Linked DNA regions of Gossypium arboreum: region 1 is linked to region 2. The links are chromatin contacts, called in public Hi-C maps. All regions are on one chromosome and are shown on one strand. Each heading gives the region's core, a stretch centred on a gene start, on an enhancer-like site or on the middle of the called end of the contact. The rest is flanking DNA. Distances are from core to core; before and after follow the strand shown. Region 1 holds the start of LOC108474448 (ranBP2-type zinc finger protein At1g67325-like). Region 2 holds the start of LOC108464867.

Region 1 (5,812 bases), core at 1,291-3,790, 900 kb after region 2:
TCTCTTTGGGATAAATCCATTCTCCTAATATGATCCTATTTTATCTCAGGGTAACCATTACATCTTCTTTCATGAAAAGTCAATTACTATCAAATAGTAATCAAGTCATTAATCACAAAGACGAATGACCTACAACTACGTTTACTTTTCATCAACCATGTAATACTAATGGGTGAATAACATTTGAGCTATAAATTCCACTATTGTGAATGATGCTACATACTGTAAAATTCCTATACCCAATGCACCAGATTTCGGTTCTTTATCTATTTGAACTTAGACTTTTACTTACATCAAAGTATACGAGTCACGAATGCATAATTTGTCATCCACTCGAGATTAAGGTATGCCACACTTTGAACATTACAAGTGAATAAATCCATAAACGAATTCAGGATCTATTCTTCTTGGTCCAGTCCTATGTACTGTCAGTCCAATCAGTTACATATATGTCTCTATTTTCTAGGATTCATCTGCTTTGATGCCCAAGGCAAGACATCTCCCTATTTGGACTTGATAGATGACATATTAGCTTTCAATTAGTTTACTCATTTCCAATTAGACTAAGGACATGTTTAGGTTTGTATACTAATATAAGTTTCCTTTTTGTATTACAATCCAACTACATAATATTGTTTAGTATTAGTTTAAAAATTAGACAACATGTAAGCCAATGTCTGCTTCTTTTTTTTTTTTTTTTTGCATGAAAAAACCACATAAGGACAATTATACGGAGTATATTAATGTAATACATGAATTATTTTATTAATCAATCTATTCGACAAAATTATAAGTTTACAAACAAATATAATACACTTAGGACATCATATCCAACATTAACACCTACAAATCTGTTCTAATTTGTTTTAACATGATTTTAAAGTTTTAAATTTGATTTTATCTATTTTTTATGTTTTTATAAAAATGTTTAAAAGTTTAATTTCTTAATTAAAATAGGGGTTTTGTCATGGAAACGTTTCGATAGCACCTCTCTTTCGTACCATATGTTGGGAGGGGTGAGGGACGTTACATTTAGTTTATTCCTGGCTATCAACCAACATGATTTTCTCTGTTTTTCTTGAACCCTTGGTTTGCTTAGAGAGTGAGATTTAATTCACGAACCGAACATACAATGAAAACTTTAGCTTTCTAGTTGGGAAAGTAAATTCCTTATATAGGTAAGAAACAAACTCGAGTTGTAACACCCCTTACCTATCCTGATGACTAGTACGGATGGGAGAAGCCACGAGAACATATATGAGAAAAACATTTTTACACATCATTTATTCAAGTTTCAGATGTTTAAGAGGCTTTAGAAAAAAATTTAAAATCATTTACAAATGGTTAGAAGTTGATCGAAGGTGTTTGGACCTCAAAATGCCAAAAGGGCTCATAACAATGCAATAGCCAAAGCCTTGCATCATGGTATTGGTACAAGTAGGGAGAAGTGCAGATACTTCTCCCAATTATGATAGAACTTGTCATTTTGCCACACTTGTTGCAATACCACAAGGGTCAGATATCAATACCTCTACCCCTGGAGCCAAACATTGACTTGAAAACCACTTGTTTTGATACCCAAAGGGTTATTACCAAAACTTGGGTTTAAAAAAAAAAATACCAAAACGCCTTTAAACATAGTAACATAAAACATGCTTTCGCCATACTTCAAAGATATCATGAAAAGCAAATTTGATATCAATCTAAGCATTGGTTAAATGAAAATTTGGTTTCATGAATGCCAACTTACTTGGAACTTCAATTTAATAAGCTCAAACATAACCACCAGAGCTTCTAACATATCAATTAAATATTAGGCTACTCAAGATACCAAATGGCCATTGAAACTAGCATGATCATACATATCGACATCCTAGATACATGACACAAGTCACAAATACACTAAGTTTCATATTATAGATAAGTTTGTTGCTAGTGTGATGATTTCAAGTTGAGACGACTTCAAGGATTTGAAAGCGATAATCTACAAGCAAAAACAATAACACGTAAGCATGAAATACTTAGTAAACTTAAATAGAAAAATACTATACTAGAAAGAACTTAATAAGCTTTACACATACATGTTAGCAATGGCATATAAATAAGGTAACTGCATAAGAATCCATATAAATGTGATGGAATACAATATTCAGTAAGTGTTCATAATCTTTTTTCTTTCCTTTGCTTACGTACATGCACTTAATTCATGACATTGTAATATTCAATTACCATTTCTCAAGTTGATCAAAATTGTCAAATTCATGCATTTTATAACCATAAATTCTTTTCCTTAATCATTTCTAGTTCTTTTTCACCCAATGTAGCCTTAGTGAATTATATATGCTCTCTCTTTTATGTGACAATATTATTTATGAATTTGTTTTATGATTTTAAGAAAAATATTTTACTGTTGACAATATAATATCGTACATGTAAATTAAAAATAATACATTTTAAATATTTTAAATAATTAACCTAATATATTTTAATTCATACTAAATTAATTAATGTATCACATATGTAAACCTATATATTAGATTGAGATCAATAAGATTATTTAAAAGCAATTGAACCTTGACCAATAAATTCGAGGCATGCTAATTGAAGAGTACATGGACTGTCCAAAATAGGCAAAGGTCACACCGAAGTCCAAGCACCGGCCGCCATCCAAATCACAATAACGGCGTCAGAAATTCAGAGGGGCAGCAGCGAGCAACCGTTTATACTTATTTTAAACCAAATTTTCAACTACATCCTTCACATCACGCATAAAAGTTCCCTGGTTATTCTGTTTAAAGTCCGTTAGTTTGTCGCCGCCCTTTTATCTCAGGTAGGGCAAATTCCCAATTCCCTCTCTCTTGTTTCGAATCTTCACACCGAAACAGTCATAACTCCCTCTATTGCCGCCGCCTCAATGTCTCAGGTATTATTCCCTTCCAATTCTCTGAATTTGCCCTCTTATAGATTCGAGCATCCAACTTAATAGATCTAATAATAGATTTGTCTTGAAAATCAATTCCCCTTTGTCAAACTAGGATTCTCTTTTTTCTTTCGATTTTTTTTTATGTGCTTTTCTGTTGCTGCTTAATTCTCCAATTTATTATTGAAAAGTGGAAATTAATTTCGTAATTATTGTGTAGTATCGATTTATGCACATAGTTTCGGTGATTAACCTTCTTTCTTGGGGGTGGCAATTGGTTCAGGTTGATAATAGAAACTCTTCTGCAGCGAAGCGAGCTAGAACCGATGGTATGCCGCTTAATTTTATTTTTATTTCATTCTGTGTACTTTTTTACATGTTTAATTTTGGCAATTTTGAATTTTTATGGTTAAATTTGTAGGTAGTCGTAGGGAAGATGATTGGACATGCCCTAGTTGCGGGAATGCCAATTTTTCATTTAGAACTACTTGCAATATGCGCAATTGCACTCAACCCAGGCCAGCTGTTCATAACTCAGTAAGTCTTCATATTTATTAGCCAATGGCGTTCAAAATATTCCTGAGTTTTTGAATATTGTTGAAATTTTAATTGCTTTAGTTTTGGCTCGTAGGTTTCGATTTTCTGTTCAGATTGGAATTGTTTTTCAACAGAATTAGTAATAGAAGAGCGGATTCTTCAAAATATGTGGCTTAGCAAGTTATTTTTAATGAAGTTAATACCTGGTTCTGTGCTGAAAGACCAGAGTATATTATGTGATACCCAATGCTTGCTTCGTTCTAGTCCGTTTATGTCCTATTTTTTTTCATAACTCTGTTTATTATAAAATCGTAAATCTTTTCTACTGTTTGTTTCTCCCTTTAGAAACTGACCCTTTGCATTTTCTTTCTCCCATTATTTATTTTTAAAGCTTGAGTTGGTAATTTTCCCCTTTCAGAAATCTGCAGGCAAGCCTCTCCAGGTGCCACAGAGTTATTCGTCGTCTGCTCCATATGTAGGTTCTGGAGCACCATCTTCTATGTATCTCAGTGTACCACCTTATGGTTCTTCCCTCTTCAATGGTTCCTCTATTCCTCCATATGAAGCACCTTTTTCTGGAGGATCGGCTTATCATTACAATTATGGCAGTCGTCTTTCTGGTGGTAGTCCCTTTCGGCCGCTCCATATGCCTTCTGGACCACCCCCTTATTCTAGTGGGCCTATGATAGGGAATGGTATTGGTAATCTGCCTTCCCGTTTATAATTGCTATTACTTTTCATATTTATTCACTCTTGCAAGTTAAATTGTTGACCAAGAAAACCCGTTGATCATAGTTATTTCTTGTCTGCAACCCAACCACCCATTTACGTATATGATTGGCCTTAAGCATGATATTAATATCATATTAGTAAGTTATGGGCTTTTTTTTCTTTTTTACCTAGGTGGGATGTATGGTGTGCCCCCTTTGATGGACCGGTATGGCTTGGGGTTGCCCATGGCCCCTCCTCCAATGGTATGTTGAGATGTTTAATGCTAATTTGAGATCATTCTTTGTTAGGTTTGTGAAACTAAGATTGCAAGCTTAATATTTTGTATCATTTCTCCATCATGTAGTTGCACATTTTCTAGGTTTGGGTTTGTGTACTGGATTTATTCAATGCTTGGCAGTTATCAATTTGTATTAAGCTTGCATCCCTCATTCAGCAAAGGCACGGATTTCTCCCTTATAGGAATACTGTGGATTGGTTCTTAAATTTGACTATTCTCTTTTGACCATCTAATATTTTATAAGTTGTAGTGGAACTAGAGTGTCTTATGCATGAGTCACAGTTTATGATACAATTACATTTTCAAACTACAGGGACCAAGGCCAGGATTTTTTCCGGATGATAAATTACAGAAAAAAGGTGCAGGCATGACATATCTCTACTGTTGTTTTTCAAAGAAGCCATTATCTTGTGCATTACAGAAAATTTTTTACAATAAGTTAATTATTTTCTCTTCGAATCTTTGTCAGATACTACTCGTGATGATGATTGGACATGCCCAAAATGTGGGAATATTAACTTCTCTTTCAGAACTGTCTGTAACATGCGGAAATGCAATACGCCTAAGCCCGGATCTCAGGTTCTTGTGAACTTACATATTTAATAATGATGCAATGTAGCTGTTCTTTTGTCACATAATTTGCCTTTGGTACTTCGAAAACTGTAGAGTATATGAAATATTGCATTCCTTTTCTTTTGTTATGAACTATTTCTTGACTTATAACAATTTTTTCTTGTAAATGCAGACTCCAAAATCTGATAAAAGTTCAAGTAAGTGCTTTTAAATTTGCAAACATCATAATGTCATGTCTGAAATTTGATGGATATGTATTTCATGCTTTTCAGAACAAAAGATGCCAGAAGGAAGTTGGAAGTGTGAGAAATGTAGCAATATTAACTATCCTTTTAGGACGAAGTGCAACAGACAAAATTGTGGGGCTGAGAAACCAGCTGAATCAAAGAAGTCACCCTCACCAACAGCGAATGAAAATGATCAGGTTTGTGATCTGATGCAGTTTCTTTTTCATGTAGTTTGTTACCTGAAGTTATTGTTTTTGCTGCCCACATTTGTACACATTACAAATTCAGTTAGCGTTCTATACTTCAAACTATTCCTAGTTAAAGATTTATATGGGTTATCTGATTGTGTTTTAAAATGTCATTATTACTATATTTTCCTACATTTCTATGGTGAAGACACTGTTGAATTTTACGGTTTTACTGAAGTTTTTATTTGTCTTTCTTTCCATTGATTTGCAATTGTCTACTGTTCCAGTGAGTACTAGGACATGTTTGAGGGTTGAGAAGGTCCAGAGTTATCATCCAGCATTGCTCAATCTGGGTGTC
Region 2 (6,038 bases), core at 1,448-3,947:
AGTTAAAAGACATGAATTTAATTAATTTTAAATAATTTACCAGTTAATTGAATTTTTAAGTTCTATTACTAAAATCTCAACCGTGACAATCAAGTTTGATTTTTGCTTGAGAAATAAGTATATATTAAACTTAATTGTTCAATTTTTTTCTGTCTAATAAAGTTCTAAACTTGGTTTTGTTGGAAGTCAGTTCACTTTGTGCTGCTCCCTAGTCTTCGTGCTATTCCCTTCTGGCCATGGATTTTACCACTTCTTTTAACTAAGTGACACCAAAATATGGATTAACCAATTAAATCAAAATAAAATAAGTTTGATTTTATTTATTTAGAATCCTTTTATTTCCGAATTTCAAACCTAAATCTTTCTTTGATTATTCAATTTTTTTAATCGATTTTGCATTTTTAAAACAAATGAATTGGTATATTTTTAATTAATAAATATTAAATACATATTCATATCTAAATCTAAAATCGTATCAAATCCGTCTGAACCTAAAATTTAAATCCAAATAACAAACCAATCCAAAATTTAATTTGACTATATGGCTACGAAGTTACTAATGGAAGCAAGGCTACGGGCACATCATCTGCTACTGCTACTGCTACATTTCACCTTTTTATGTTTCACTTAATGCTTGTTCCGGTATCAAAAAGAAATATTCATGAAACTTTGTAATTACAATAATAACGATCTTTTTTTTTAAGTTTCTACTATTAGAAATACAATACAAGCTCAATTTTATACCTAGGCAACTACAGGTAGAATCAAACTAATACAAGCACAACAGACAAACCGAATAAAACCCATCTATGACATAGATGCACATGTTGGGACTAAAGACCCAAATGTTACAATTTTGCATATGCTAACACTCATATTTAGATACTCAAAAGCCCAAAACTTCATCTTAACCAACAATGCTTCTCCTTGATAAGGCTCAATCCAGTCATGTGGTGCCGATTCATTTTAAAAGAGTGTCAATTTATTTGGTTTTTGATATATTAAACTCAAACCAATCAAATGCACACTCCTACTTCTCCCAAATAAGGGGTGGCTTAATTAGAAGAAGAAAGGAGAGACAACAGCAACATAAATGTTCAAAACCAGTCTTACCCAATACAAGGCAACAACATGATGGCTAAACAAAGCAAATATTCAGCAACACAGAGTATTTATTTCCCTTACAAGTCTTACCCATTGAGTTACATGGAAAATTTATTTTCATTCATAAACCAGTGTCCCAACTGAAATGTTCAAAAGTACACTACAAAACAAGCAGAATCTTTTAATTCAAACCAACAGTAAAAAAGGTTTCAATGTCCACTTCCCATTTGTAGATCAAGCTCCAAACCATCTGCTAATGGCTTCTGATTCCTACATCAATGGAAACCTTATTAGAAATTACTCCCAAGATTGAAAATATGAAATTGTAAATTCACTCTTCATTCAGTGTCTCCATTGCTTTATAATCACTTGTCACAACTCCACCATTGTCACTGTTGCAGAGGTGACTAAATAAAACACAAAAAAGGATTTCATTTGGCAATTATTAGCTTGCATCACTTCTAACACTTTTGTGGAAGCAACATATTCTAATCCCTGCAGTGTCAATTGTCGATGGGTAAACAGTCTGCCTACAAATCCAGGTTAAAGTCTGATGCAAATTTTTACACCTTCACTTAAATAAGATGCAAATGGTAATCATTAGCAAGTCTAAGATGGTGATTTAACCATTAAAACACCAGTGCAAGCCCTTCAATTTAGAAACAACACTTGGTATTACTTAAGCTCTACTACTATCTTGGAACCACTGAATACTAAATTAGTTTTGAAGTATTAGTGTAAAATTTTCGATAAGAATTAACTTTTACCTCAAATGAATCAGAGCTTCAGACCTAAGCCAAATCAAGAAAACTTCATACCAACAAACTGAACTCTAAACTCTAAAATCTAAATTGTTCCTGAAACTTCAATGTGCTGATCGAACCAGTAAAACCCAAATCTTAGAGTAGATATACGATTCTCAAAATCCGGTGCCCATGAATAATTTAATAGAAGCATAAATAAAATCCCAGAATGAGTTGAAAAAAGAAACCTCAGTTTCGTTTGGTGGAGGACGCATAACTGTCTTGAAGAAGGTCATCATAAGGATCCCTGCGGCCGGGGACTTGGCTAATCTGAGGATCCCAACGGAGCTGAGCATTGTGGCGCTCAAATGTCCAAAACCCATAAGGCCGCAGTGGATAACTCCACATCTCCTTGGTTTTTGCGCATCGATCCTTCATAGAGTAAACGTGTTCTCTGAATTTTCTATCCCTCTCTTTTGGGTCCTCCATTAACCTCAACACCAGATTCTCTGCAAATTCCATAATGAACCCCATTTTCTTCCTGGAAAACACAAATAACCGAAACCCTAAGTTCAACAAACAAACTCACTATAAAAAAAATTACTGGATAGCTAATCAAATAGAATAGGCACAAAACAAGGTGACAAAGGAAACCTGTTTGAAGATCTCAAGTGGCGATTAACAGAGCCAAGGTCTTCAATTTGTCGAAAGCAAAGATTGGGAAAACCTCTGACACAGACTGTTACGAGTAATCGAAGAGCCTAACTTGGGCTAAAGCTCTACAACTCCATGGCTGTCATTAGGCCTGGCCTAGTTTCTGGGGATAATGGTAGGCGTTCTTTGGGATCAAAAGCCCTTATAAAGGTTGTATTAAATCTTCTTGACTCTAACCAAGGCTAAGGCCCAATAATTTTATAAAAGAAATTTTGAACTACATCTCAAATGGATGGGTTTGGATAAAATATTATTCAAGAACATAAAATTAATTTAAAATTGTCACATTAGGTGGAAAATTTTATATTTTAAAAAATGATAAAAAATAGCCTATTAAATCTTAGTTCAGTTGGTATAGATATTATTATCAATGCAAGAGGACATGAGCTTGAATATGCTGAAGCACGTTATCCTCCTATTTATGGATTGGGAAAGGGCTATGGATAGTTCTAGGCATTGTATTAGAAAGAGCAAATATGACCAGAACCTATAATAATGAGTATTAATGAAAAGTTATATGATAGCGATTGATTTTAAAGAGGTAGATTAATTTTCTTAAATAAATTATTTTTAGCAAGAATTTAAATTACATAAATACACTTGTTGTTTAAATTATATTTTGCGGATTGAATTTGAAAGCACTTAAATATGTTTTTTTCTTTGATTTAACCATTAGAACGATTTATTAGTAAAAATAAAGATTGTATCAAAAATAGAAATTTCTAATCTTTTCCAATTAAATTGATATTTTGTTAAGTTATATCATAAGGTATTTATAATAAAAATGATTAGACAGTATATTCTAGAATGAGATGGGCAGCTATTTAGATTGTTTTAATTATTTTTTATGCATTAATGGACCGAAAAAGTTGAGAATTTTGAAGATACACCAAGTGAAGGCAGGGATGGTAATATAACAGGGGGAAAGCAATGTTGAATCCGCTTTACAGTTGGTATATTCTATTTTATTATGAATGTATTATCTTGAAATTTATTTTTACCTTCATAGATGTTGGATGCATCAATCTTTATCTCGCTCCGTTTTAATTTAATTTTGCTACTTATCTTTAATAATTTCAATTATTTAAAGTCAAATAAATATTTATAAATATAATTCTTCAAAAAAAATTAAAAATAAAATCTATAATTTTTATTACATTTTATCCTTTTAATAATTATATATAAGAAGATAAAATGACAATTTCATAAAGTAAAACAAGGCAGAATGAAACAAATAGTTATCAAACGACTCCATACTCGTTATCGAAATAATTTCACTTGGAGGAGTAATTAATTACTTAGGAAAATCTAATCCGGATGGATGTGAAATGTATTGAGTATCCTTAAACCATGGTTGGATGATTCTTTCTCTCTTCATTTGCTTTGCTTGTGGCGCAGCAGCTGAAGCAAAAGATACGGTGTGTGAGACTTTCTCAAAATTTAATGAACACAATACCCGGGTTTTTTAAAGAAAAAAAATCGTAAATCTCTTTTAAATGGTTGATTTGATGTATTATTTAATAAAACATATAAAGATGAGTATAAAAAAATAAGATTTTAATATATGATAAACCAGAATTATCATCGGAAACAATAGTTGAAATTAGAATCAGAAACAATATGTTAATTATTAATTATCGCATGAATTGAAGCAAAAGTATTTTGCTTTTAACTTGAAATTCACGATATTATAGAAAGATTTGTAAATTAATTTGCCATCTTTTCGTGTTTGGTCATCGAAAATTTATGTTTGGTATGCTAAAATAAAATGAGAATATCCACAAATACAAGGCAAAGATAGCTTAAGCCCAGAAAATGGGGGGGATTTTGGTGTGAGAAATGCATCAAAGGGTGCGTAGTCATGATTTTGATTTTAAGAAAAATGAGAATAGTTTATAAAATTTTGGTTGGTCAGATGTGACAATCTTAACTTTAACCCAAATTAATTATTTAAGACAAAGAAAAGAGGGTTGAGTTTAAAGTAGATTTTGGTTAAGAAAATGGATTAGATCATGAAGAAGGAAGTCAAAATATATGCAATGTCTTGTAGGTACACTACACTTTCAATCTTCTTTTTTTGCTATATATATATTATGTTTTATACCATTGATTGGGCTTGGACCACCTCTTTACCACTATATATTCTAATCATAATGACCCAATTTAAATATATATATATATATATATGCCCTGCAGTATGAATTTGATAAAGAATATGTATGTGGCACACTCTTTAAAAAATTTTGATTGAAACAATAGTTATATAAGTTATTTTTGAAGATAAAATTAAAAAGGCATTCTCATAATTAAAAAAAGAACATTAGGCAACATCCACAATGTCCTCCACTAGCAAAATATGCATGTCTCTCCCACTCATATATTCCACTTCTTTTTGGTGGTCAAAACACACCAAGAATTTACCTATTTTTCGTTCCAGGAAGGAAAAAAGAAGATTGCATCTCTTCTTAGCTTTACCCTAAAGTTAAGCCAGTTTATAAACCAGAATTTTATGGTAGTTTGGTTATTATTCCCATCCATCCACCTACCTAATTTTGTTTTACTACTCCTTTGTTAAGTGTTAACAATACTACTAAACTTCTCTTCCTTCAAATTACCATGTTTTAGCCAAGTAAATGCCCTATGCCTACAAGTAAAGAATGACAACTTAATTCCAATTTTCATAAGTTACATGGTAAATAAATCATTGGAATCTTAAACTGGCTTAATCATGCATTTAACTCAGCTTTGCTGTATAATTATCAAAAACACTGTCAAGGTTTTGATCAGACTGTATCTGTAGCTGTTTATATATGCTTAAGATAATAAAAGCAAATTTATCCAAAAAATATATATATATTAAAGGGAAAAAAACTGGCCTCTTTTTCTTTTTACATTTTAACCCCTTTTTTTTCATTTTTTTATATTGCCTTAAAACTGAAATATTACCCTGGCCGTTAACATCGCCGTAACCATTTTTAGCTTTCGCCAATGACTTCATCCATTCCGTCGCCACCAACACCTTCTTCGTCCAGCCACCGCTCGACCGGCGCGCACTCGGCTTTGTGGCGTAGTTTCCAATCGAGCGCCTGGCAAGCGCGTGAACAGTAATTCACGGCACCACAAACCGAACACCGGCGGAACTCGTGTTTTCTCGTCTCCGGCCTCCCACAACCAACGTGCGAGCATAGCCTCAAACCCGGGCCGGGAATCCCGTCCCGAGAGCCGAACCAATCCGTTAAGAACTTGTTCGCCGGGTGAGCCTCCGGTGCCGGTACATTGCATCCAAAATCACTCAGCAACGGGCATCCCGGCACGTTCGGATGACGGTTGGTCGGGTGGGGGATCGGGTGGGGGCTCCAGGTGAGCCAAGAGCACGTAGCGATATTTGAAACAGATGCTGATGATAAACCCGCCGCAAGCTCTCGGGCGTTGGCTTGGACGAGAAACCGACGACCCTCGGTGATGTTTTGTCGGACG

What was found. A called contact is a pair of places that touch in the nucleus more often than the background predicts.
Region 1: a contact with region 2 is called in a Hi-C map of leaf, with 3 times the contacts expected there. The contact joins the promoter of LOC108474448 here to the promoter of LOC108464867 in region 2. A contact is called at or near these places in 2 of 5 Hi-C or Micro-C datasets (both in leaf).

The regions. Positions count from the first base shown.
Region 1 is chr3:23,100,177-23,105,988 of ASM2569848v2, forward strand. LOC108474448 (ranBP2-type zinc finger protein At1g67325-like) reads left to right here and starts at 2,541. Exons shown (of 10, transcript XM_053025593.1): 1 at 2,541-2,923; 2 at 3,204-3,249; 3 at 3,342-3,457; 4 at 3,876-4,152; 5 at 4,361-4,431; 6 at 4,780-4,825; 7 at 4,936-5,045; 8 at 5,212-5,236; 9 at 5,312-5,463; 10 at 5,742-5,812. The coding sequence starts at 2,915. The coding sequence ends at 5,744.
Region 2 is chr3:22,197,785-22,203,822 of ASM2569848v2, forward strand. It overlaps LOC108464867, which reads right to left and starts at 2,698. Exons shown (of 3, transcript XM_017765144.2): 1 at 2,502-2,698; 2 at 2,096-2,388; 3 at 1,153-1,367. The coding sequence starts at 2,381. The coding sequence ends at 2,097. It overlaps LOC108463882 (F-box protein At1g67340), which reads right to left. Exons shown (of 3, transcript XM_017763871.2): 3 at 5,339-6,038. The coding sequence ends at 5,537.